Linked DNA regions of Mus musculus: regions 2, 3, 4, 5, 6 and 7 are each linked to region 1. Evidence: chromatin contacts called from public capture Hi-C and promoter capture Hi-C data. All regions are on one chromosome and are shown on one strand. The core of a region is the stretch at or near the end of the contact, and the rest is flanking DNA. Distances in the headings are between cores, read along the strand shown. Region 1 holds the start of Atp5o (ATP synthase, H+ transporting, mitochondrial F1 complex, O subunit). Region 2 has its middle 19 kb from the start of Gm30695. Region 3 overlaps Setd4 (SET domain containing 4). Region 4 holds the start of Scaf4 (SR-related CTD-associated factor 4). Region 5 holds the start of Cbr1 (carbonyl reductase 1). Region 6 holds the start of Mis18a (MIS18 kinetochore protein A). Region 7 holds the start of 1700029J03Rik (RIKEN cDNA 1700029J03 gene).

The links. Promoter capture Hi-C pulls out the DNA fragments that hold promoters and counts their contacts. Capture Hi-C pulls out chosen DNA fragments and counts their contacts.
Region 2: a contact with region 1 is called in a promoter capture Hi-C map of pre-B cells, with 6 times the contacts expected there. The contact joins the enhancer-like site here to the promoter of Atp5o in region 1. A contact is called at or near these places in 6 of 39 promoter capture datasets (the 3T3-L1 cell line, 3T3-L1-derived adipocytes, cranial neural crest and 3 more), 1 of 15 datasets of contacts at CTCF or cohesin (large pre-B cells), 5 of 484 Hi-C or Micro-C datasets (the G1E-ER4 cell line, cerebral cortex, cortical neurons and 1 more) and 5 of 115 datasets of contacts at active chromatin or transcription factors (T-cell acute lymphoblastic leukemia, acute myeloid leukemia, astrocytes and 2 more).
Region 3: a promoter capture Hi-C map of liver shows a contact between it and region 1, with 5 times the contacts expected there. The contact joins the enhancer-like site here to the promoter of Atp5o in region 1. A contact is called at or near these places in 12 of 39 promoter capture datasets (the 3T3-L1 cell line, 3T3-L1-derived adipocytes, the C10 cell line and 7 more), 3 of 484 Hi-C or Micro-C datasets (cortical neurons and pro-B cells) and 4 of 115 datasets of contacts at active chromatin or transcription factors (embryonic forebrain, embryonic midbrain, large pre-B cells and 1 more).
Region 4: a contact with region 1 is called in a promoter capture Hi-C map of pre-B cells, with 4 times the contacts expected there. The contact joins the promoter of Scaf4 here to the promoter of Atp5o in region 1. A contact is called at or near these places in 2 of 39 promoter capture datasets (neutrophils and pre-B cells) and 1 of 484 Hi-C or Micro-C datasets (B cells).
Region 5: a contact with region 1 is called in a promoter capture Hi-C map of hippocampal neurons, with 26 times the contacts expected there. The contact joins the promoter of Cbr1 here to the promoter of Atp5o in region 1. A contact is called at or near these places in 11 of 39 promoter capture datasets (the 3T3-L1 cell line, the C10 cell line, HPC-7-derived erythroid cells and 8 more), 1 of 484 Hi-C or Micro-C datasets (macrophages), 8 of 115 datasets of contacts at active chromatin or transcription factors (astrocytes, embryonic forebrain, embryonic hindbrain and 5 more) and 2 of 9 other capture datasets (liver and pancreatic islet).
Region 6: a promoter capture Hi-C map of pre-B cells shows a contact between it and region 1, with 5 times the contacts expected there. The contact joins the promoter of Mis18a here to the promoter of Atp5o in region 1. A contact is called at or near these places in 2 of 39 promoter capture datasets (liver and pre-B cells) and 2 of 9 other capture datasets (adipose tissue and liver).
Region 7: a capture Hi-C map of embryonic stem cells shows a contact between it and region 1, with 3 times the contacts expected there. The contact joins the promoter of 1700029J03Rik here to the promoter of Atp5o in region 1. A contact is called at or near these places in 2 of 39 promoter capture datasets (hippocampal neurons and liver), 1 of 115 datasets of contacts at active chromatin or transcription factors (embryonic forebrain) and 2 of 9 other capture datasets (embryonic stem cells and liver).

The regions. Positions count from the first base shown.
Region 1 is chr16:91,929,608-91,932,983 of GRCm38.p6, forward strand. It overlaps Atp5o (ATP synthase, H+ transporting, mitochondrial F1 complex, O subunit), which reads right to left and starts at 2,023. Exons shown (of 7, transcript NM_138597.2): 1 at 1,913-2,023; 2 at 747-797. The coding sequence starts at 1,948.
Region 2 is chr16:93,548,405-93,551,812 of GRCm38.p6, forward strand. No RefSeq gene overlaps it. Among named protein-coding and RNA genes, the nearest start is that of Gm30695, 19 kb to the left of the region's middle. Within about 2 kb of position 1,532, at least 10 of the 459 cell types and tissues checked have an H3K27ac peak or open chromatin away from gene starts, as enhancers often do.
Region 3 is chr16:93,587,056-93,590,040 of GRCm38.p6, forward strand. It overlaps Setd4 (SET domain containing 4), which reads right to left. Exons shown (of 12, transcript NM_145482.3): 8 at 2,856-2,985; 9 at 764-845. Among named protein-coding and RNA genes, the nearest start is that of Setd4, 15 kb to the right of the region's middle. Within about 2 kb of position 1,441, at least 21 of the 459 cell types and tissues checked have an H3K27ac peak or open chromatin away from gene starts, as enhancers often do. A contact at or near this core is called in liver, where this site is marked.
Region 4 is chr16:90,283,192-90,286,191 of GRCm38.p6, forward strand. It overlaps Scaf4 (SR-related CTD-associated factor 4), which reads right to left and starts at 1,312. Exons shown (of 20, transcript NM_178923.4): 1 at 812-1,312. The coding sequence starts at 841.
Region 5 is chr16:93,606,174-93,609,419 of GRCm38.p6, forward strand. It overlaps Cbr1 (carbonyl reductase 1), which reads left to right and starts at 1,664. Exons shown (of 3, transcript NM_007620.2): 1 at 1,664-2,081; 2 at 2,616-2,723. The coding sequence starts at 1,793.
Region 6 is chr16:90,725,701-90,728,879 of GRCm38.p6, forward strand. Mis18a (MIS18 kinetochore protein A) reads right to left here and starts at 1,671. Exons shown (of 5, transcript NM_025642.1): 1 at 1,326-1,671; 2 at 593-659. The coding sequence starts at 1,572. Gm17518 (a long non-coding RNA gene) reads left to right here and starts at 1,720. Exons shown (of 2, transcript XR_876238.3): 1 at 1,720-1,971; 2 at 2,620-3,179.
Region 7 is chr16:93,457,057-93,460,318 of GRCm38.p6, forward strand. It overlaps 1700029J03Rik (RIKEN cDNA 1700029J03 gene), which reads right to left and starts at 1,816. Exons shown (of 3, transcript NR_040494.1): 1 at 1,637-1,816.

The DNA.
Region 1 (3,376 bases), core at 773-3,272:
GAACTATAGAATAAATGCACGTGCAGCCATACTTCAATCTGTCTTGGGCCAGAGGTCAGTCAGACTTCTGGTTTAAAAAGAATAGGCCAATAGACCTCTGCAATCAATGGTGAGACTCTTGGTGCCTGGGAATGGTACCTGTCAGTACTGATTCTGCTTGGGGAAACAAGGTGCAGGCTGCAAGCAGGCCTCACATCTGAGCAACTCGGAGTTGCCACAGAGTATCAACTGTGTGAGAATCTGGGCACTTCACTTTCTTTTGTTAGAAACAGTTCCTTCATAAAAAAAAGAATGAAAGGCTAGCTTGTCTATGGACGATTGCTAGGAAAAACAATTTAAGAGTCTTTTATACATACAGTGTGTGTGTGTGTGTGTGTGTGTGTGTGTGTGTGTGTGCGCGCGCACGCACTACACGCAGAGAACAGAACAGAAAACTTTCAGGTCTTTCTTTCCTTTCCCCCTCCGGGTTCCAGGGATTGAACTCACACCCTCAGGCCTGCCATCCAGCCCTTACCTGCTGAGCTCTTGCTGGGCCCAAACAAGTTATTTTTAGAACATTAAAGTCTAGGGTTGAGCCCACCCTGTGTGACAGGCGCCCAACAGCATCCCCTGCACCCAGGCACTCATCTGGGAACTGCCACCCTTGCAGACCAAGGTTATTAATTACACACTTCAACGTATTTCTGTTCAACTCACTCTTTCATTGTTTTCCAAACACACACACACAAATAAGTAAGCTGACATACCCTTACAAGCTTGGCAAAGGGCCTGACCACAGATGTACTGAAGCTCCGAACCTTTAGAACAAAAGAAAACAGATCAGACAGGGTTTCTGCATTAGCTTAGCAATGTGTTAAAATAATCTAATCAAATACTTGCGCAATTCCTTTCTATCATCACACAGGTTATATGAGTGGGAGCTGCTCTTTGTTATACACTCCCTATTGAGAATCACCCCAAATCCCTCCAGAAACTGCCTTCCCAACACCTTCCTCCCTGGATAGCTGAGAGAGAAAAGCTGCTAACTTCCCAAAGTGGAATTTTTCAAAATAATTAAGAGCTTTATCACATTTGGGAAGAATGCTTTATGAAAGCGGAGGATTTATATTACATCACCTTTGAGAAAAACTTTAATGAACATGAAATGAGTCCAGTCTTAATTCAAGGAAACCTACTTGCTTAGGAACTGAAATGCTATCTAAGACCAAAGATCTCTTGATACAGCACCAGGCTTCAGGCACTGTGTCTGTCACTGGAGCAGCCTGGAATCCAGTTTAAAAAGCGTTTTGCGAGGGCACAGGTCACAGTCATATACTACTCTCTCTAGACTAGAATGTACTCGATTGGAACTGGCTATGAGGGTTAAAAAACTTTCTAACGCCTTAGTAATAATTCTGTATGGTGCAGATGAAAACCATGACGGCTGTCGATACAAAATTATCATGGCAGATGACCCAGGCACGTATTTTTTTCCACCCAATTCCAGGTTCTGCTGGACTTGGCCTGTTGCAAGCTCGCCATCACTCACCAGCTGCCAGCCAAAGGGGAGACGTTTAGCCCTTCCCCCCTTCTTTATAAACACAGGGGATGCGCTTTTCCAACACTCAAAATCCTAAGCAGCAGGCAGCCCTTAGGTTTACCAGCAAGGACAGGCATGTACTCTCCCCAGTGCTCTCTCCCATGCCCTTGCCAGCTGCTCCGCTATGCAGTGAGTCCTGGATGTCAAGGTCAAGACAGAGAAATCCGTGCCCACTCCCCACGGGGACGAAACGCGGATCCGCCCCACGCTGCCTGCAGTCGCCGGGCCCCACGACCCTGGGCGGGCTGCCTGACCCCTCAGCCACGGCCTCACACGCGGCGATGGGAGCCGGGGACCCGCAACCCTGGGAGGGAGCCTCCCGCCAGCTTCTACCTGTCGAGACAGTCCGGACGCTGCAGGCGCGGCCATCTTTTCCCGGGCGGCTGTAGGTCAAACCCAAATGAAAAGAGACTACTGGCGCCAGAGCGCACGCGCGCGCGCCAGCGTGATCGCTCGGCTTTCTGGGAAATGTACGCGTCAGGAGCCCGGGAGTGTGGGTAAGAACCTCTTGCATGCTGGGAGTTGTAGTCCGTACCTGCCGCGGTCCGGCTGGACTCGTGAACCGGAACCAGAAAATTAAGTCTGAAATTAGGTTTAGATTTAAACTCTTTGCACATGCATCGTCAACATCGTTGACTCGTCTTGAACCTGCCAAGTGTGCTTCTGTGGCAATGCTTCAGGCTTTACTTAAAACAAAAACCAAAAGTGAACCTACCCGGGCGCACTTCTTGGCTCTTCTGGCCATATTTTGATTACATAGGACAGTTGACAGGTGTGTTTGTGCTTTTTCTTTTTTTCTTTTTTTAGATTTCTTTATTTACTTCATGTATATGAGTATACTGTAGCTGTACAGATGGTTGTGAGCCTTCATGTGGTTGTTGGGGATTTAATTTTTGTTTTTGGATCTCTGCTCGCTCCAGCCCAAAGATTTATTATTATATTATACATAAGTACACCGTAGCTGTCTTCAGATACACCAGAAGAGGGCGTCAGATCTCATTATCGGTGGTTGTGAGCCACCATGTGGTTGCTGGGATTTGAACTCAGGACCTTCGGAAGAGCAGTTAGTGCTCTTAACTGCTGAGTCATCTTGCCAGCCCGTGTTTGTGCTTTTTATACCCACAGACTCAAAATCTATATATAATTTATCTATATATAATTTACTTTTTAATATGAGGGAAGATGGATACAGAATTATATGGGTTGCAAATACATTCTTTTAGAAATTGTTTTATGTGTTTGAGTGTTTTCCTGCATATATTCACGTGTACCATGTGTGCCTGTTGCCTTAGAGTCCAGAAAAGGACATCTAGTCTCTTGGAGCTGGAGTTAGAGGCAGTTGTGAGGTGCCAGGGGGTACTGAAACTGAGCACAGGTCCTCTGCAGGAGCAGCCAGTGCCCAACCGCTGAGCTGTCTCTCCAACCTCAGAAATACATTTTGTATAAGCAAATTTCTAAATTATGGCACTTTAATAAACATGTCCATAGCTGCAGAATAACCTACTTTGATTCTATAACTTAACCATTCTATGACTTTTCAACATAACTCACGTGGTTTATATTACTTTAATATATTACTTTAATACACATCTGAGTATCTTTAGATATACTTTTTCATAATTTCAAAAGTAGAATTTAAAAGTTGATCGAGCAGCTTGACAAGTGAGCATGAGCACATGGGCACATGAGGCAGAGCTGCTTCTCTTCGGCTTACACTCTCACTAGCTGTGTGTGGATACTTCACTCCACTGCTGCAAAATGCTTTTACGTAAGCCTAATGAAAAGCGTATTCAGCAC
Region 2 (3,408 bases), core at 282-2,781, 1.6 Mb after region 1:
TACTGTCACCACCACATGGCCAGAACTGTACAAAGTGCACTTAATCAACAGAAAATATCTTCGTGTTATAACACTGGGATAATTTCTCATCCCTCTAAACTATCCCCACCCCCAGAGAATGTCTGACAGGACTGACTGGTTGGAGTTAAACAACCAGATTCAGATTTTCAAACAAACAAGCGAGCAACTATTCAGCTTCTTGAGAGTCTGAGTGGATGGCAGACACCACTGTGGAGCAAGAAGAGGCTCTGCACCAGGAGGTGGAGTTGAGTCGGGACCGTGGAACATGATGGTATGGGGTGTGTGCTCCTCCTACCCTGGTCCATCCGACCCTGTGCTCTGCATCCTGCTTGCTGATACCATTCCCCACAGAGAAAGAAAATCTTAAAGAAATGTTTAAGAAGAGGAGCCCTCAGATTCCCACAACTCCACACTTGGCACTTTCAGTGAGTACTGTAAAGACAAATGAGGGGCAGAAATTCAGGGGGAACAACCCGAGGGGCCGCGCCCAATACACCCAACTGCCAGGAAGAAAAGAAGTAGAAACCAGCTTTCACTGCCTTCTAAACACGAGTGTGCAAGAGAGGGAAGGAGAGAGAATTCACGTTGTTTGTCTTAAATATGACACGGCCAGACTCTGTCTGGTCATTGGGCAGCTGGGGGGTGGGGTGGGGAAGACACAGGAGACACACAGAGAGAGACATCCCATCCTGTCTCCATTGCTTGTTTTAGTTTGGTTTGGTTTGGTTTAGTTTGGTTTGGTTTGGGTTTTTTTGTTGTTGTTGTTTTGTTTTTTGTTTTTGTTTTCTTAGCAGAAAGATGTGTGTGTTGGCAGAGCATTTTCCAATCAAACTCAGACTTACACTCCCAGCCAGTAGTTGGGTAACAGTAAGACAGTCAGGTCGGCAGCTGGACAGAGATAAAAGAAGCAGGTGAGAGATGTTGTCCTTTTGGAGAAAGACCACAGAGTTCCGGGACTGAGCGAGTGCGAGGACACGCCTCCATGTTTAACACAGACCCAGACTACAGAAACAGGCCCCTCAGACGGCCACACTTAGCCTGACCCTAAGCTGATAAGTTCTCATTTCAAAGGTGACTCATAGAACACTGTCTCCAGAAAGAAATTCGCTCGGAAACGTGAGCCAATCATAAACAAAGGGCCCAGCTGGCACTTGAATGGGCCAGTGCCTCAAATGGGGCGTAGGATTTAGTCAAAATATCAAAGGACTTTAAAGCAAGCAGTTCACCTTGAAGTGGCTGTGGATGTGACCTGAGTCCCAGATGGAGATGGGCGGGTGTCAGAACTGGGTCCCACAGCAGCTGGAGGCAAGTCCACTGGAGCAAGCTCAGCGCAGGCATCTCCTTGCTCCCTCAAACTTCAGCCATAGAGAAGGAAAACAGGCATATCTCCATTGCTAAAACGGAAATTACCAGTGCTCATACTTCCGAAAGCGCTCACTATACACAGAGAAATGGGGGAGGGGCAGACGGAGAGGTGGGGAGAGACAGAGGCAGAGGGGATTTCTGCAATGCCAACTTTGGCCTTAGGGGACACAGTGGGTGGGACAAGCCAGGGCCATGGGTGTGAGTCAGGACTCTGCCTGATGCTTTCCTATCTCTGCATCTCTTCATTGGGAATAAAGTCAGGTGGCCTCGCTGCCTCAGGAAGCCGCTATGCAAAGCCAGGTTCCACTGCAACTCCTAAAACACAGAAAGGCAAACTGAGTCTGCAGCCCCAGAGAAAAGAGCCTGACATTCAACTCAGCCTGCCCTTTGGTTCTTGAGAGGTTTTGTTTTACAGGGGTTGGGGCATTTACATCCTAACCTGTTTCTCTTGCTCTTGTGTTAAGAGTCTAAGGTCTGGCTTACCTAGCCTAGGTCAGCCTTGAACTCCCGGTCCTCCTGCTTCAGCCTTTTGAGAGGCGAGATGACAAATGTGTACCTTGAGACTGGGAAGGCGGCTCTACATTTCGGAGCACTTGCTGCCTTCCCAGCACCCAGCTCCGGTGGCTCACAACCTACCTACAGCTCCAGCTCCCATGGATCTGAGGCCTCTGGCCACAGGCACCTGCGGTCATAGGCACTCACAAGCAGACACACACCTACAACTATTTAAAAATAATAAAAATATTTAAGTGGATCTTTGTGACAAGCTATCTAACCATTTTCAGTGTGCCCTTCAGTAGTGTTGAGTACATCCCACCATCGTACAACCATTAGCACAACTACATATCCAGGGCTCTTTCTGTTTTGTAAAACTGAAATTACAATCCATCAAAGAGTACACCTCGCACACACCCGCAACACTCAGACCCCATCAAAATACCCAAGCACTCACACACAGCACACACCAAAACTCACATACACCCTAACACTCATAACATACACCCCAATTCGTGTGGACCCCACAGCTCTCCAACCTCCGATGTTCACACCACCCAACTCTCACCCCTCAACATGCTCACATACAACTTCACCTGTGCCTGATACCCCAACTCTCACAGTACCCCAGCTCCTAAACACTTCTACTCACACACTCCAGCTTCTATGCTAACACGCCAGCTCACACACATCCCATGAGGCTCTGCCAGACAAGTTCCTACCATGTCTGAGGATTCCTCTACAGAGCAGCTCCCATGCCTCATACAAGAACTCACAGCCACTCCCCAGTCTCCGGGCAGGACCTAAGGGATACCATCACCCCATTCCTGTTCCCTGCCTCTATATGCTCTTGAAAATAAAATGCGTCCTGACTCTGCCATGCAAGCAAGGGAAGCGCTAAGCCTTCTGAACACAGAGTCTGTTCTTCCCTGACATGGGAAATAGGGAGGGAGTGACTCAAAACTTATCCTGCACCGTAAAATGTATCGCTTGCTCTAAGTCCCGCTTTTAGGGACGGGATCCCAGTTTTACTACATCATGTTCACTTTGTGTTCAAAAGGAGGAATCCATTTAAAACATATTTACGCATCCTCCTCAGATCACAAGTTCTTGAGTAATAAGGAGGACAGAGTGAATATGAAGGGAAGGAAGTTTGTCTACAGGATGCCTGCAGAGTGGAGGAAGCCATAGCTGAAGGAGTAGAGAGTGAGGAACAAGAACAGAAAGATGAAGGGAAAGAACAGGAGTCCTTCCATCCTATTAGATGCCTGGCTGTGCCATAACTCAGCCAGGACAAGCTCAAGGCAGGGACAAGCTCAAGGCAGGGAGACCCTAGGAAAATCTGGTATTGGTGACTCCGGGGGACATTGCCTACTGGTTCCCCTCAAAGTGAAGAATGAGGAGAACACCTTCAGGCAGAAGATGCTCTGATTCAGCTTCCTCTGACTCCAGGGGTCTCTGGAGTCACTACCTTCTCTAGGCACTGACCATATGGGAGGACCACAGCAGGGAGGACGACTACAGAGG
Region 3 (2,985 bases), core at 191-2,690, 1.7 Mb after region 1:
GAAAATGCTTTACAGTTGTATCTCATGGAGGCATTTCCCCAACTGAAGCTCCTTTCTCTGTGATAACTCCAGCTGTGTCAAGTTGACACACAAAACCAGCAGTGCAGCAGCACCCCTCCATGGCCTCTGCATCAGCTCCTGCCTCCAGGCTTCTGCCGTGCTTGAGTTCCTGTGATGTGGAAGTGTGAGCCAAATGAACCCTTTCCTCCCAGACTTGCTTTTGGTCATGGTGTTTTATCACAGCACTAGTAACCCTAACTAAGACAAGGCTAAAAGCCATTTCCAATCAATTTCAGCCAGACACTGAACTTGGTCACGGGACCACAGCAAGCGGCCTGGTAACTACATCACACGTTTACAGTGAGATGAACACAGAGACCCTGGTCATCCCGGAGAGCAAACAGCCACTGTCGCTGTGTACCCAAAAAACCTGATTTTATCCAGAAAAGAAGACGTGAAAGAGCTGGGGATCCGGTGTAGGTCACCGTCCCTGATGTTCTGCTAGGGACCAGCATGGCCTGTGACAGCGCAGCTCCACCCCACCTGACCCGGGCCTGGGTCACGGACAGGACTGTTTCAAGCTTGACTCTCACCCCTTGAGTGCCTAGGACAACAAGCCCAACTTGCTACAGTCTAAGAGCTTAATAAACACCCACCTGACAGCCAACACAGAGACAGGAGGGTCACACTTACAGAAACCAGAGCCAGGAGTATTCCCATGGGAACTCCCTGAAGGGATAATTTCCAGACAGAAAAGCCTTACCCTGTAAAGCCATGATCCTTCAAAATGGTTATCTTCCTGTGGAGCTGCTTATCTGCTGCAGGGAGGAACTTAACCAGCATGTCTGCATTAGAGAGGAGACCATCAGACTTAGGATGTGATTCAGATAAAGCACATGCCCCTCTCCCTCCCATCAGCCGCCCACGATAACCAGAGTGTCTGCCAGTTCACACCAAGTGTCCTCTTTAGGACAGCTCGCTGAGATCCCGGCTCCCTGAAGAGCTGTGAGCTTTCCAAGGCGGAGGACAGAAGCACAGACGCGAGGCTCAGGCTGCCCCTAAGCACATCAACAGCCTAAGAGGAAGCCGCCAGAGGGTTAGCCCTGCTGGGGGCCAGCTAGGAACAGGCTGCCTCAGCACACGCCCAGGACGGCAATACTGCGTTACACCTGATTCAAAGCAGTCCCCGCAGCCGTGACCACAGCCTCAGCCTAAACTGTGAAGCCTGGCGGACGTTTCTGAAGGAGAGAGAAAGCAATGGCTCTTTTGTTTTTTGAGGTGATAGAAGACTTCCATTCTGTGTTTTAAAAAGAAAGAAAAGCAAGGATTTGGGGGTGTAACTCTGACAGAAGCAAGCTTTCCTTTTCCTTCAGAGAGGGCCTGCACATGCCAGACCAGGCAGGCCACTGAGCCAACCCCTGGGCCCTACTCCATGTTAAACATAATGCTTGTTCCATGTGTTTACACGGTGTACTGGCGAGTTTTGTGTCAACTTGACACAGCTGGAGTTATCACAGAGAAAGGAGCTCCAGCTGAGGAAATGCCTCCATGAGATCCAACTGTAAGGCATTTTCTCAATTAGTGATCAAGGGGGAAAGGCCCCTTGTGGGTGGTGCCATCTCTGGGCTGGTAGTCTTGGGTTCTATAAGAGAGTAAGCTGGGGGCTGGAGAGGTGGCTCAGTGGGTAAGAGCACTGACTGCTCTTCCGAAGGTCCTGAGTTCAATTCCCAGCAACCACATGGTGGCTCACAACCACCCGTGATGAGGTCTGACGCCCTCTTCTGGTGCATCTGAAGACAGCTACGGTGTACTTACATATAATAATAAATAAATAAATCTTTAAAAAAAAAAAGAGAGTAAGCTGAGCAAGCCAGTAAAGAACATCCCTCCATGGCCTCTGCATCAGCTCCTGCTTCCTGACCTGCTTGAGTTCCAGTCCTGACTTCCTTTAGTGATGAACAGCAATGTGGAAAGTGTAAGCTGAATAAACCCTTTCCTCCCCAACTTGCTTCTTTTCTTGGTCATGACGTTTTGTGCAGGAATAGAAACCCTGACTAAGACACACATGAACTGCTTACAGTCAGAGCCACCACAAGACAACTACAAGGACTCAGAACAGGCCAATCTCAAAGCCAGCCGGCTTCCTAACTCACTGGACAAGTCCCCACTCACACTTTTCTTTACAGAGAAATCCCTGCATGCATTTATCATGTGTTGTCAGTGTACCACATACATACGGAAGGGCAGAGGGCAAATTACCGGAGCCAGTTCTCTCCTTCCACCCTGGACGTCCTGAGGCCTGAACTCGGGTCACCAAGCTTTACGGCAAGCCCCTCCTCCACCCACTGGCCCGTCCCATCTCGCTGCCCCAGCTCTGGCTCTTGTGTCTCTAGGAAGCATACTTGATATTCTGCCTTACGAAGGCAGACAGTGTCTCCTGAGAGTTACTATACTATACTCGTCCCAGCCTACACAGATGAACATAAGCCGGGCACTGAAGCCTCTGGCGGCTTGCTCAGGGCTTAGCTGCTTCTTCTACCTGAGTGCTGAGTAAGTTTCCACTCACGACAGGCTTACTCCCTCTGCAGCAACAATGACGCCTCAGAACAAAGATGCCTGCTTCCTCCCAGCCGTGACACTCACACTCATCCGCTAAGCAGCTCTCTTCCCACTCCACCGTCCTGGTTCATGACCCGGATGAACCGATCAATCAGTATCAATCAGTTGTGCTGATTTTACTTCAACAAAGAAATTCCACTCAGGAAGCGCAGGCAGGCTCTGCCTGAGAAACTGAATGTTGCCTAGGACAGCTCTTTCCATTAGAACGGGAAATAACCACTATCAGCCAGTCCAACCTGCCGAGACAGGAACGCAGGCGTGAGGATTGCGGACGGAGACAAAGCCATACTCCAGGAGCAGCCTCTGGTTATCATGGGGGCCGTAGCAGATGAACACCTCCTGGTGCTTCCTACAGCGCGAGGCTGT
Region 4 (3,000 bases), core at 62-2,561, 1.6 Mb before region 1:
AGATAAATAAGATAGTATGGACTTTATGCCCCTAAGCAGCACATGGAACGATCAGAGATACAACTAGAGAGCTTTAAGGCGGCAGGCAGCTTTGTTCCCGGTTTGGGGAGGTTTTCACATGTAAATGTCCCTGAGGAAGGGAGCTGAGGATTAAGTACCCCGAGAGGGCGGTGCGAGGGTGAGCAGGTGGAGACCCAAGCAGCCTTACTAGCGGACTAAATGGGGCGTACACTTTGCTCTCCCATTCAACTTTTTAGGTGTCACGATGTACAGAAAGGGCACGTTCTAGATAGAAAGGCCAAGGGAACTACCGCTCTATGTTCATTTGTGAGCGTGTCAATCCAGGAGGTGGGAGGGCAGACACCCTCTCTAAGTCTCCGCCAACCGGGATCAGAGTCCAGCGGCCGCCGCGCAGCGCCGCGGCCTGAGCAACAGGAGAACCCAGGCGGCTGCTACGCCGGCCCCGGGACTCGCGGGAACTCCCGCCCCTGAGTCGGCCGAGCGCTCCGTTGCAGCCCCTGGCGGGATCCCGGCCCCGTAAAGCCGATAACGGGGCCGGGAGCAGCATAAGGGCCACGTTGAAGAAGCGGGAGTCGGCACAGGCCGGAAGGGGGCGAAGGGGCACTGGCGGGGGAGGGGCGCGGGGTCAGCCCCCGGCGGTGGCCGCGACCTCTCCCCGGCTCCAGGCCCGCTGCCCCGGAACCGGGGCAGGAAGCGTCCCCGCCCGGACTCGGTGCTCGAAAGCCCTCGGGCAGCGAGAGAAGCGGCCCCGGCGTGGCCCGCACCAGCCCTAACCCCAAGCACTCCTCACCTCCTGGTTGAAGGCGTTGACGGCGTCCATGTTCGCGCGCGTTGCGGCGGCGGCTGCGGCTGCTCCGGGCCCGCCGGTCACCTAGACCTGGAGCGGCGGCTGAGTAGGGCCGGGTGCCGGCAGGGCCCTTGGGCGTGGAGGGGGAGGAGGACGGGAGGCGACGAGCGGCGGAGGCCGAGCAGGAAGGGGCTGCGGCCGAGGCGGCGAGGCTGGGCCGGTCGAGCGCAGGCAGAGGCGGCGGGCCCCTGCTCAGTCCCGTGCGCCGGAGGAGGGATGGGAGGCGGCGGCAGCGCGGGGCTCCAACATGTCCGTTTGGCGGCGGCGGCTGCGCTCTGCGTCGCGCTGACACGGCCCCCCGCGCCCTCCCTCACGCACTGGCCCACACTGGCCCGGCCGGCGAGCGGGCGGGCCTCTCTGTCTCTCTCCTCTCTTTCGCCAGCAGGATGGCGGCAGCGACCCGAGTGCACGCCGCGCGAAGCACCCTGGGACAGCTCGGGCCTCCAAGCGCTTCCTGAGCCCGGCTCCGCCCCGCTCGTGCTTGGCTCCGCCCACGCCCCGCCCCTCCGCGCCCCACCGGCGCCGAGCCGCTAGCGTGTGACCGCGCGTTGTCGCGCGCTTTCCCGCCGGTTGCGGCTGCGGAGAGTTCCCGTCTTCTGGGCTCAGGATCCGGACGACGGCTCCCGGGGTGCATTGTGTCCGGGCAGGACTGCGCCCTGCTGCTGCGACAAACAAAGCGCGGAGGGTGAGCGTCTGCAGTCTCCAAGTCCCCTGCTTCGACTTGCGTGCGGACCTGGTGGACGCCCTGAGCAACTTCCGAGGACTGGGCTCCTGAACCCCTAACGCTAATCTCCCCAAACCCCGTTGGGTCGCTCTCGGCAGAAGTGTGTTCTGATTCACTTGAGTTCTCACCGCCTGCCGCGCGCTGCGACCGCTGTCTGTTGGGTGTGTGAAAAATGAAAGTTTTTCTGTAGAAACCTCACTTTTGTGGAGCATGAGTATAAAAGCTAGAAGGCCTGACTCGTACTGGAAGTTGGGGACTACTTCCCGTAGAAAAGGGCGAGCATCCTAAAAGAATTCGAGAAAGGAGGGGCCCTCTGGACCTTGCGCGCTGTGCTATCACCTCTCCTTGGAGGACAACCGGCTGGTACTTAGGGAAAGCAACTGGCCCTACCGAGACCAGATCCTAGCAGAGTTAGGATTTTGTTCTTAAGGGGGCATCATGCAGGTTGACATCCTGCAAAGTATGCATGCGGAAGAAAGTGGGGCCAGGAACAGCATGGCTTCGGGCCCTGGAGATGATGAGGCTGAAGGTATCAGGCACTGGAGGAAAGACAGAATGGTGTTCCGGAGGGAAGATGCACACTGCTTCTTGAAGGACATGAGTGCTGGGTTTGCGTCAACTTGGTAATAATTTAAGGAAGGAATGAGTTTGAGGGCGTAATGGCTAATCTTTGTCAATGCCTATGAACAGTGTCCTCATTTAAGTCAGCCTAGTTCAGTTAACCACCATGCCCAAGTTTATCTGGCTAGACGGTTATCTTTTCGGGCTCTAGCCATCTGAGCTGTCCCTGGGATAGTTAACTGAGGGCTTTTGCGATATGGGTAAAGTCCAGGAAAATGGCTGAGAGGAGGTAGATACCTGGGATTCAATACTGCACAGCTAACAGGAGCTGAAAAGTCAGACAGACAAGGAGCAGAGGTGTTTAAGAACAAGGTGTTTGGCCCAGCATGGTGGCACACGCCTTTAATCCCAGTACTGGGGAGGCAGAGGCAGGTGGATTTCTGAGTTCGAGACCAGCCAGGGCTATACAGAGAAACCCTGTCTCGGAAAAAAAAAAGAAAAAGAAAAATCTCAGCCCTAACCAAGGCTGTGGGTTCAACTCCGACAGGGTAAGGATCAGGAAATGCCTCTCCATAGGATAGCTGTGGTTAACAAGAATTAATAGTAGGGCTGGTGAGATGGCTCAGTGGGTAAGAGCACCCGACTGCTCTTCCGAAGGTCAGGAGTTCAAATCCCAGCAACCACATGGTGGCTCACAACCATCCATAACGAGATCTGACTCCCTCTTCTGGAGTGTCTGAGGACAGCTACAGTGTACTTACATATAATAAATAAATAAATAAATCTTAAAAAAAAAAAAAAGAATTAATAGTAAAGTTCAAAGTAACCATAGAGAGGACCCTGAATA
Region 5 (3,246 bases), core at 414-2,913, 1.7 Mb after region 1:
AGGAAATCATACAGAATGAATAAATTTACCTGAGGTCACAAAAGAGGAGTCTGAACAGAACTGGAAGCTTGTCTTGCTGTGGATACGTGGTGTTTTACTATACTTTCGGCAGCTCACAACCTCGTGTGACTCCAGTCTGTGGGATCTGATGCCCGGTGCCCTCTTCTGCCCTCTGGGCATGGCACATGGTACGCAGACATGGGTTCAATCAGAACACGCATACACCGTTCTTGCTTCCTGTGGTTACATGGGTTCCAAGGATTGAACTCAGGCTGCTGGGTGACCAAGGTCCTTGCCCTCACTTGCTGAGCCATCCCACCCTGGGCAGCATTTTTTTTTTTGGATTATTCAGGTTTCTTAAGCAATTGACTAGGAGCTTACTTTGAACGGCAATTTACAAGCAATGTATATGAGGCAGTAGAATATTTTGAAATGGAAATCTTATACCTGTCTCCTTTATTTTACTGTATTCCTAATACAATGACCTTCATACACACAGAGAGGTCTTCCTGTGGGGTCAGTATAACTAAAATGTCTTATTTTAATCTAAATGGCCACTTGTTTCTAATAGCAACCTACTGAATGGAGAGGAAACGAAACTTGACCTGGAGATCCCTATAGCCAGGGTGTTAGGAACCAGTGACGAAATCTGTTTCCCACGACTGAACCAAATGTCATTTTGCGAGCATATGGCATCATGTCATCTTAAAAAGGGACTAAAAGGGTGCATTGTGGTGCACAGAAGAGCAGCATCCCCTGAAGGCCCTGTACACATCTGTACACTCAATACAAACATCCAGGTAAGACAAAGCAATTAGAAGTATCTAAAGGGATACCACAGGCTAGTAAGGAATGTTTCCTGCCCAAAGATTACCCCAATAGCTTTGCTTTGGTGTCCTAAGAGGTGAATTCAACACAAATTGCGATTCCTCATCATAATCTCCCAGTTTGTCCTACAATTCAAGTTCCTACAACTTAAGTGGCAGCTTTATGTTATTTTTTTTAAACACCAGAAAGAAAACGTACAGAGGTCCAATTTGCAAGTTGGGGAAAACAGTGAAAAATTCATACAAGTAATGAGGAAGACCTAGACCCGTGGGCAAGCTGAATGCATGATTTCCAGGTGCAAAGCTGTGTTTCTCTCTCTCTCTCTCTCTCTCTCTCTCTCTCTCTCTCTCTCTCTCTCTCTCTCTCTCTCTCTCTCTCCCTCCCTCCCTCCCTCCCTCCCTCCCTCCCTCCCTCCCTCCCTCCCTCCCTCCCTCCCTCCCTCCCTCTCTCTCTCTCTCTCTCTCTCTCTCTCTCTCTCTCGCCTTCTCCTGCAGTCTTGCCTGGCAGCTGGCTTCAACACGCCTTCAGGAAAAAGCCTGAGATGTCAGTCATTTGACCTGGCCGGTTTTTTTCCTGGCTGGTATGTAACCCCCAACTGCATAATGCATAATCTGAGATAACAGACAACCTGACACCTTTCGTTGCATGGTAAACTTTTATTTAAAAAAAAAACAAAAAACAAAAAAAAAAAAACGGAGTTCAGGTAAGGTGAGCCATTTCCTAAATACACAGCAATTTGACAAGAGGCAACTTTAAAATCCACACTAAACAACAAACACACCCCCCACCAGCCACGCCCCCCGTAGGGAGGGGGCTTAAACTGCGCATGCGTGCTAGGTGCGACATTGTCGACGCCAATTTCAGTCCGCCAGTGAACCGGTCTTGAACCACTCTCCAGCAGCCTCGAGAGGCAGAGTTTGCGCCAAGTTCCTTGGTCTCCGACGGCCTCCCTTCTCACGCAGCCATGTCTTCCAGCAGACCCGTGGCGCTGGTGACCGGTGCTAACAAAGGAATCGGATTCGCGATCACTCGTGACCTGTGTCGGAAATTCTCCGGGGACGTGGTGCTCGCGGCGCGGGACGAGGAGCGGGGCCAAACGGCAGTGCAAAAGCTGCAGGCGGAGGGCCTGAGCCCACGCTTCCACCAGCTGGACATCGACAACCCGCAGAGCATTCGCGCACTGCGCGACTTTCTGCTCAAGGAATACGGAGGCCTGGACGTGCTGGTCAACAACGCAGGCATCGCCTTCAAGGGTAAGCCATTGGGTGTGGAGATGGAAGGTGGCTTCCCCAGAGCCTGGTGGCAAGGTGGGCTGTGCCTCTCTGGGATCATTACTAGGACCAGGAGCACTATGCTGTAGGACTCTGAAACAGATCCCCTGGGAGAAACAGGACAGGGTAGTAGGGGCTGCAGGAAAGCAGAGCCTCAATGTTCGCCATCATTTCTAGGTTTCCCTCACCCAGTTGTTGAGTAATTGAATTGGACTTGGCGATACTTAAGTGGAACTATATCTGATACTGAAATAAGCAAGAGATTGAGGAGAGAGAAAGAGACAGAGGGAAACGGTGTTTCCTTAAGATCCTGATATATACAAACTTCACCTAGCCACCCCCAGTGGTGGTGGTGTCTTTCAAGCACAATAGAAAATTGTCAGATGGACAGTGATGCAGAGCTGTATGTAAACAAGACTGTACTTGCAAGTGGATCTCTAAAGCTCTAGCTTACTTAGGTCTTTACATTTCCACTCCGCTAACTCGGTTCTCTTCTCCCCCCCCCCCCCCCGAAAGTCAATGACGACACCCCCTTCCACATTCAAGCAGAGGTGACAATGAAAACGAACTTTTTTGGTACCCGAGATGTCTGCAAGGAGCTGCTCCCTCTAATAAAACCCCAAGGTGAGTCTGCCAGGTGACTTCCGGGCTCAGCTCCTCTCCCTACTGCACAGCCTCTCTGCCACTGTGAGGCACTGCTCAGACCTTTGATCTCAATTCTTTTGTGGCCATTGACTTTCTCTTTGCATACGCAGCTCTTCTTAATCTTCAGATAAGATTCCAGCATCCACTTCTTCCACCTCCTCACCCATTAGGGGCTTTAGGACTCCAATTATGTCTGAAATATTTTGCATACATACTGACATCCCACTGGCCACAATGGCCTGTCCCCACAAGTGCTAAGATTGTACCCAACTACATCCCTCAGCCCAGCTCCACAGCAGCTCTCAGCTGTCAAGATGAACCCTACAAACCCTCTGAGGAAACCACCTTTCTGGAGCAGGACTTCTTTGCCTCTCTACAGCACTCAGCCCCTCCTAAAATCCTTCAGGAAGAAAATCAGGCCTTTAGCAGGGCTCACAAGACTCTATAATCTCACCCTTCCTTATTCCGAGCTCATGTTAGTGCTCCATCAACATGAGAAACC
Region 6 (3,179 bases), core at 421-2,920, 1.2 Mb before region 1:
ACTAGTGACTTACAGCCACAGATGGCCTGTCTGCGTAGCCCAGTCAGCTGTGGGTGTGGGCTCTGTATTAGTATTTTCTGTCTGCCAGTACAAGGAAGAGACAGGCAGCACTGGGACAGGAATAGGACACTTTCAACTTGGAGATTTTAAGATAGATATTTTCTGCTTTACTTTCCATTTTCTTTGGCACCAAACTCAGAGCCCTAAAAATCAGTGTTAAATACACTTTCAGAATCTTAGAAACTCCCACTTTCCGATCTTAAGGGGCTATCACCATCAAATAATGGATCCTTTCTTCTTTTCAATGCATTCAATTACCATGAAAAGTTATATCTCAAGCAATCTCACAGAACGGTCGGTAGAAGATTTTTCCTTAAAATTAAAGTTTTCAGCCGGGCGTGGTGGCGCACGCCTTTAATCCCAGCACTCGGGAGGCAGAGGCAGGCTGATTTCTGAGTTCGAGGCCAGCCTGGTCTACAAAGTGAGTTCCAGGACAGGCAGGGCTATACAGAGAAACCCTGTCTCGAAAAACCAAAAATAAATAAATAAAATAAAATTTTCTCTCACATATTCACATAAATATCTTACTTACCAACCGTCTTCATCTCTGCACTTGGACAGTTTCGGTTCCTTATCCACAGAGACGTTACAGGAGACGCCTGGAAAGAGAGTCGCAACACTTTGTTAGTGTGGTTTGTTGTTACACACCTGCAGACAGGAACTTTTAACTCAACTTTAACTTGTATTTTAGAGGACTAGGGGAAAAAAAGAGCCCAAAGACTGGTGGGAAGTGGGGTACTCCCGTGGTTCAGCACTAAAGGGATGGGGGCCTTCTGGGAGAAGAGGTGGAACAAGGATTACTTCACATCCTTTTCTGAAAACCAGTGGGGTTAAGAGATAAACAAAATGACCCAGCGAAGAGCATTGGGACTCACCCAGTAAAGACATCGCCTACTCTGTGGCCATATACCATACACTTATTTAATCGTCCCCGTTATCCCATCATTATCCCTCGTTTTGGAGACGAGAAACTTGAGGCACAAGCAGTTGAACAGACTGCCCAAGGACACTAAGCTAAGTCCCCAAAGCAGCTGACAGAGTCCGTCAGATGTGAAAACACTCCCCTGAAGGAAGCACCTTCCTAAAACGTCAGGATGACGCTCAACCGCTGCCCTTGGGGGGCATGGAAGACCCAGGAAAAAACTTGTCACTCGTGAGCCACCCACAGGGACGCCTCTCCTGCGGTTTGCTGGGACAGCTCTCGTCCCCACCCCAGCCCCCGCAGCCCCAGGAAACCCCGACGCAGGAGGGCGGCCCGAACTGACTGCGCAACAGGATGCAGTTGGTGTCCTCCTGGCTGGCCACCCAGGTGAGCGAGTCGCCCAGTGGCCGGCGACAGCGGGCACAAAGGAACACCAGCGGGTTCTCCGCCGCGGCCGCCTTCTCCTCAGGCCGTTCCTTCTCTAGCCCTAACGCGTCTGCGCTCGACATGTTTGCCCACTTCTGCAGCCGCAGGTAGCGGCTCGAGTCTTCCGACAGACGCTTCTCCAGCAGGGGGGACTCGCTCGACATAGCCAGGCGGTTTTAACCACAAGCGGTCAAGGAACATCCCAGAGACCAGGAAGCAGCCATGACATACGAATTTGCCGCGCCCCGGAACCTCACGGGAATAATACCTCTGCGCATGCGCAAGGTGCAAGAGGCGGGGCACCGCCCGAAGGGGTGGGACCTGAAGAAGGGCCCGACTGCATCGAAGGCGCATGCTCGCCATCTGACCGGCGCGCGAGCCGCGCTCACTGCGCTTGCGTCCTGCGGTCTTCCTGAGCGAAAGCTGGTGAACTGGGGTGCTGGGGTGCTATCTGCGGGCATTTCAGCTCCTTCCGCCGCTGCTGAGAAAGTTGAAGGCTTCGAATTAAATGAGTAGCAGCTCACCTAGTTCCTCCACACTGTTAGCGGGCATGCCCGTGCTGGGTAAGCAGACCCATCTTCACGGAGCCGAAAGTGGACCCAGGAATTCCAAGCGGTGTACTGCAAGTCACATCTCTGATTCTAGCCCGTCTGCTCCCGGAGACCCGCTTTCCTACATCTAGAAAAAAACAGGGGTCTGTGGCGAGCCAAAGACGCCCCCTGCCTCAAGGACCCAGCGTTACTGAGACTAGCACTGCAAGGAAAAAATATGAGAAGCTGGAGGGGACAGCATCGCTGTGGCTACAGAGTGGGCGTGTGTCTGGGTCAGAGTATGGTTCACCCTACTCCAGGGCGGGAAGGACGGTCAGTCTAAAGAAAGTCAGCTTTTGATTTCAAAGACCACAGGCTAGAGGGAAGGCGCGCCACCACGAACAGCCTGGATGCATCAGTAAGAAACAACACGCAAAGACCACCATATCCCCCTCCCCCCCCCCCCCCCCCCCAGTCACACTACCCAGTTCGCTTCACTAAACTACATCACACTTACCACCTATTTTCGTATCTCTGGCCACTAGCAAAAAGTTTCAAATCCTAAGTCGTTGACCTGACCGAGGTGGTACCAGGCTGGAAACTAGAAAGGCTATTTTGCCTTCTCTGAATATGATTTTGACTTTCTGTTTTTTGAATCTTTTTTTTTTTTTTTTTGTCCAGGCTGCCCAGGAATTCATTATGTAGCTCACCCACAGTGATCCTCCTGCTTCAGCCTCCCACATGCTAGGATAACAGCCCAGCCCAGAGGCAAAGAAATGACTCCTTTTGGAACCTATTTCAACAAGTCCCTGAGGCGTATCGACCTTTAACCGCCAGGAATCCTGTGGTCCTGCTTGAGGTGTGCCAAGACGGAACGGAGCAAAGAATACCATAAACCAACAGACTTTGCAAATACACTGGAAGGTACACCAATAGGCAGATTACAGCAAAGCAGTGGGACCCTGCTGTAGACCCTGATGCTACCTGGCCATACTCTTAGCATTTTGGTTATAAGCTGGGGAATCTGTTTGTACACATTAAAGTATTTAACTAATAGTCAGAAGGATATGGCCACATACAAGGGAGGGGAGTAAATGACCACGGAGGGGACTCAAGGTAACCCCAAATTACTGGGCTTTGAACTTCCAACCTCTCCACATCACTGATGCTCTGATCCTCCAGCTAGCCATTGTAGTCTCTTCTTCTTTCCTGGAAATTTCCTTTAAAGTTCCAAGATCCCC
Region 7 (3,262 bases), core at 566-3,065, 1.5 Mb after region 1:
TAAGCAGGAATCGAGTTTCTCAAAAATAAAACCGTTCTGTTTACAAACATACTGTTTTTGCCAAAGAGAATTCTTTATTTTAGGTGCTTTGGGAAAACTGCAGAGTCCTTGAGTTTAGGGCCAAAGACGCCCAAAATGTTGCAATCCTAAACCTTTGGCCGTGACAAAAACATGTTTGCAAGTGGAAACTTTTCGGTGTGGGGCTTCTCCTGCTGTTTTGTTTGGGTGTGTGTTTGCTTGCTTGCTTGGTGCCAAAGGATTTCCTCCAAGGCTTCCCAGAAGCAGGGAGCTGGGGTCAGCACTCCTTGGTGTGTTGGCCTCCGGCCACTTGTGCCCCTCCTCAGACAAACTGAACAGTTTGAGAAGGGGGAAAAAAAGTCAGCTTGGGGAGCTATTGTCTCCCTGCCTCCAAAGTAGTTGGGAATTTTTGTTTGTTTTACTGCTGTTGTTTTGCTTTTGTTTTTTAAGATTTCCTTGTTTTATGTATGTGAGAACATTGTTGCTGTCTTCAGACACACCACAAGAGGGCATCAGATCCCATTACAGATGGATGTGAGCCACCATGTGGTTGCTGGGAATTGAACTCAGGACCTCTGGAAGAGCAGTCAGTGCTCTTAACCACTGAGCCATCTCTCCAGCCCCTTCAAGTGTGTGTGTGTGTGTGTGTGTGTGTGTGTGTGTGTGTGTGTGTGCCACATGCAAGGCTTTTTTGGGTTTTTGGGTTTTTGGTTTTTTTGCTGTTGTTGTTGTCGTTTGTTGTTGTTTGTTTTTTGTTTTGTTTTGTTTTTTGATTTTTTTGTTTTTTTACCCTTGGTTCTGGCAATCTAGATTCAGGTCCTCATTGTTGCATCCAGCACCCTCCCAACCCTGCCTTTAGGGGAGAATTGGATGTCCACAGTTGACTCTCCATTAGCCAGCCCTTCCCTTTCCACCTCTCGGCTATACCAGTGACAGTTTCATATATTTACAATGGCTCTTGGCCTATCAAAACCAGGCATTGAGGGAGGCCCAGCCCCTCAAATAGATCCTCATGGGAGGCAGGGACAATGGCTGTGCCCTCAGCCTCTGGTTCACTCTGAGTGTGCTGGAAGCCGCTCGCTCATTCTGCTCTTTGCCTCTCAATTGGTCGCTCTGAGAGAATAAGGAGTCCAAGCAGCACACCCAACACAGGACAAAGACAAACCGAAGCAGGAGACCGGGGGCTGGACCTGATGGAGTACTGAGGCCAACACAGGGCTCAGGGCGGCACTCAGCCTAGACGGGCAGCTGAGAGAGAAGAGAACGGCACCCAAGTAAGTCCTGAGAGTCCAGGGGAACCGAGTTCAAGGGCCACCGTGGTTACCTGGGTAGCAGCGGGCTGTGCACCAGCATCACACGGCACTCCACCGTCATCCATCTTCTCTAGAGCGACGCCCAAACTCCCTCAAACTCCCTCTGAGTTCAGTGAGGACCTCAGCGCCTCGTGAGCCAAACATGATGAGCCCATCTTGAGAGTCAGAAAGGGCGTTCCGTCCCCGTGCCCCCCCCCCCCACCTCTGTTCCTTGTGATCCGTACTACCTCTGAGTCAGGACTGTCCTGTGTCTTCGACCACACGGGGACGGGGACTGTGCTTTCTGCCTACAACACTCTACTTACATCGGCCTAACTTCTGCTCGTTTTCAGACCATTTCAGACAGCCTGTGGGTCACCAGGTCTCCTCCTCCAGGAAGCCCCATGCTTTCGCCAGCAGCAGTGATTCCCACTGGCCAAAATAACAATACATTAAAGAGACCTCAAAGGTAAGCAATGGTGTTGACATCAGAAACTGGTCGCCTCGGAATCCAGCGATGAGGTCACCCCTAGGCAACAGGGACGCTCATGCGTCTGTTGCCATGGCAACCGCCACACATCATTCCCCCCCCCCCCCCCCAATGTGCGCCTCACCTGCGCACTTCACCTGCGCACCTGATATTCATGGTTACATCCCGGCCTGAATAAAAGGCAGGGCCCCAGACCCCTCTCCCCTTCTTTGTTCCCCTCATTCCTCCTCCTCACCCCCTCTTTCCCCAGTAAATCTCTTCTCATAGAGCTGTGCTGCTGTGGTGTGATCTGTCCAGATACAAGCCACCTTCTAACACAACAGTTGGGCAGTGGTACCACGCGGCCAGCAGGCCAGCAAGAACCCTGTCCCTTGGGAGAGCTTCAGCTGCTGGGTGGTAGCGAGATGTCTGTCACTGTTGTGGGTGGTAGCGAAATGTCTGTCACTGTGGCAGACGCTACATTTCTAGAAACGTGAGTTTTCCTCTCTGCCTCTCCAGCCTGAAGGGAGGAGCATCCAGATCTCTGCCTCCGCCAGAAATCCTCTTACAGGATGTGAGTGTTGGGGGAGGGGAGGCATTCGGTAATTTCCCTCTCTACCTTGCTGCCCTGAGACAGCATCTCTCTGAATCAGAATCTGCTGCTTTGAGCAGGCTGGTTTGTTCCACACTCTCTGCATTGGCCCGTCTCTGCCCCCAGTGCTGGGCCTGAAAACACTGGAGTTTTTGTACAAATATCAGGGATCAGGAGTCAAGTTCTCATGCTGGCCTCTCACCCAGTGAGCCGCTCCTCGGGCCCTCCCCTTACACTCTATGAGCTGGAATTAGTTTGCATATCCGTCATTCTGCCAAGGGGGTACATATGGCACAAGTGACATTATCACTCGACCACCCCTGGGGACTCCACATGGGCTCAGCTTCCTCTGAGGTGCTTGGCTGAAGAGCTGAAGAGCAGGAGTGGCTCTCTGATTAAAGATGTTATCTAGAAAAAAAGTTAGAAGCGGCAGGCAGTTGGTGGGATTCATCTTGTTCTATGGTCCTTGAAGAGACTTAGCATCCTTGTTGAAGACGTTGCCTGACCTGGAGATAAAAACCTGGCCTTCTACCCACCACTGCACACAAGCTCTCTGCTCTCCACCGTCTCTGCATACTGAAGCTCCATCACCCTGAGGAGACTTTCTGAACCCTCCAGCCACACACACACTGTCCCCAGTACTGTGACCTATACTCCGATGTTATCACATAGCAGTCTTTCTTAACATTTTCGGACTGTAAAAGCCCCAGAATGACAAGTCAGATGTGCCTTGCTTACCCTGAGGTCTGGCCAGCATCTGTCTCTGTGCTCGGTACATATGAGATGCTCTACAAACAGCCGTGAGTGAACAGAAGCCCTAAGTCAGCATCCAGGATGGAACATCTGCCCCTGAGGGCCACTGTGCCTCTGCTGTGTGTGCCTGGGCAAGTT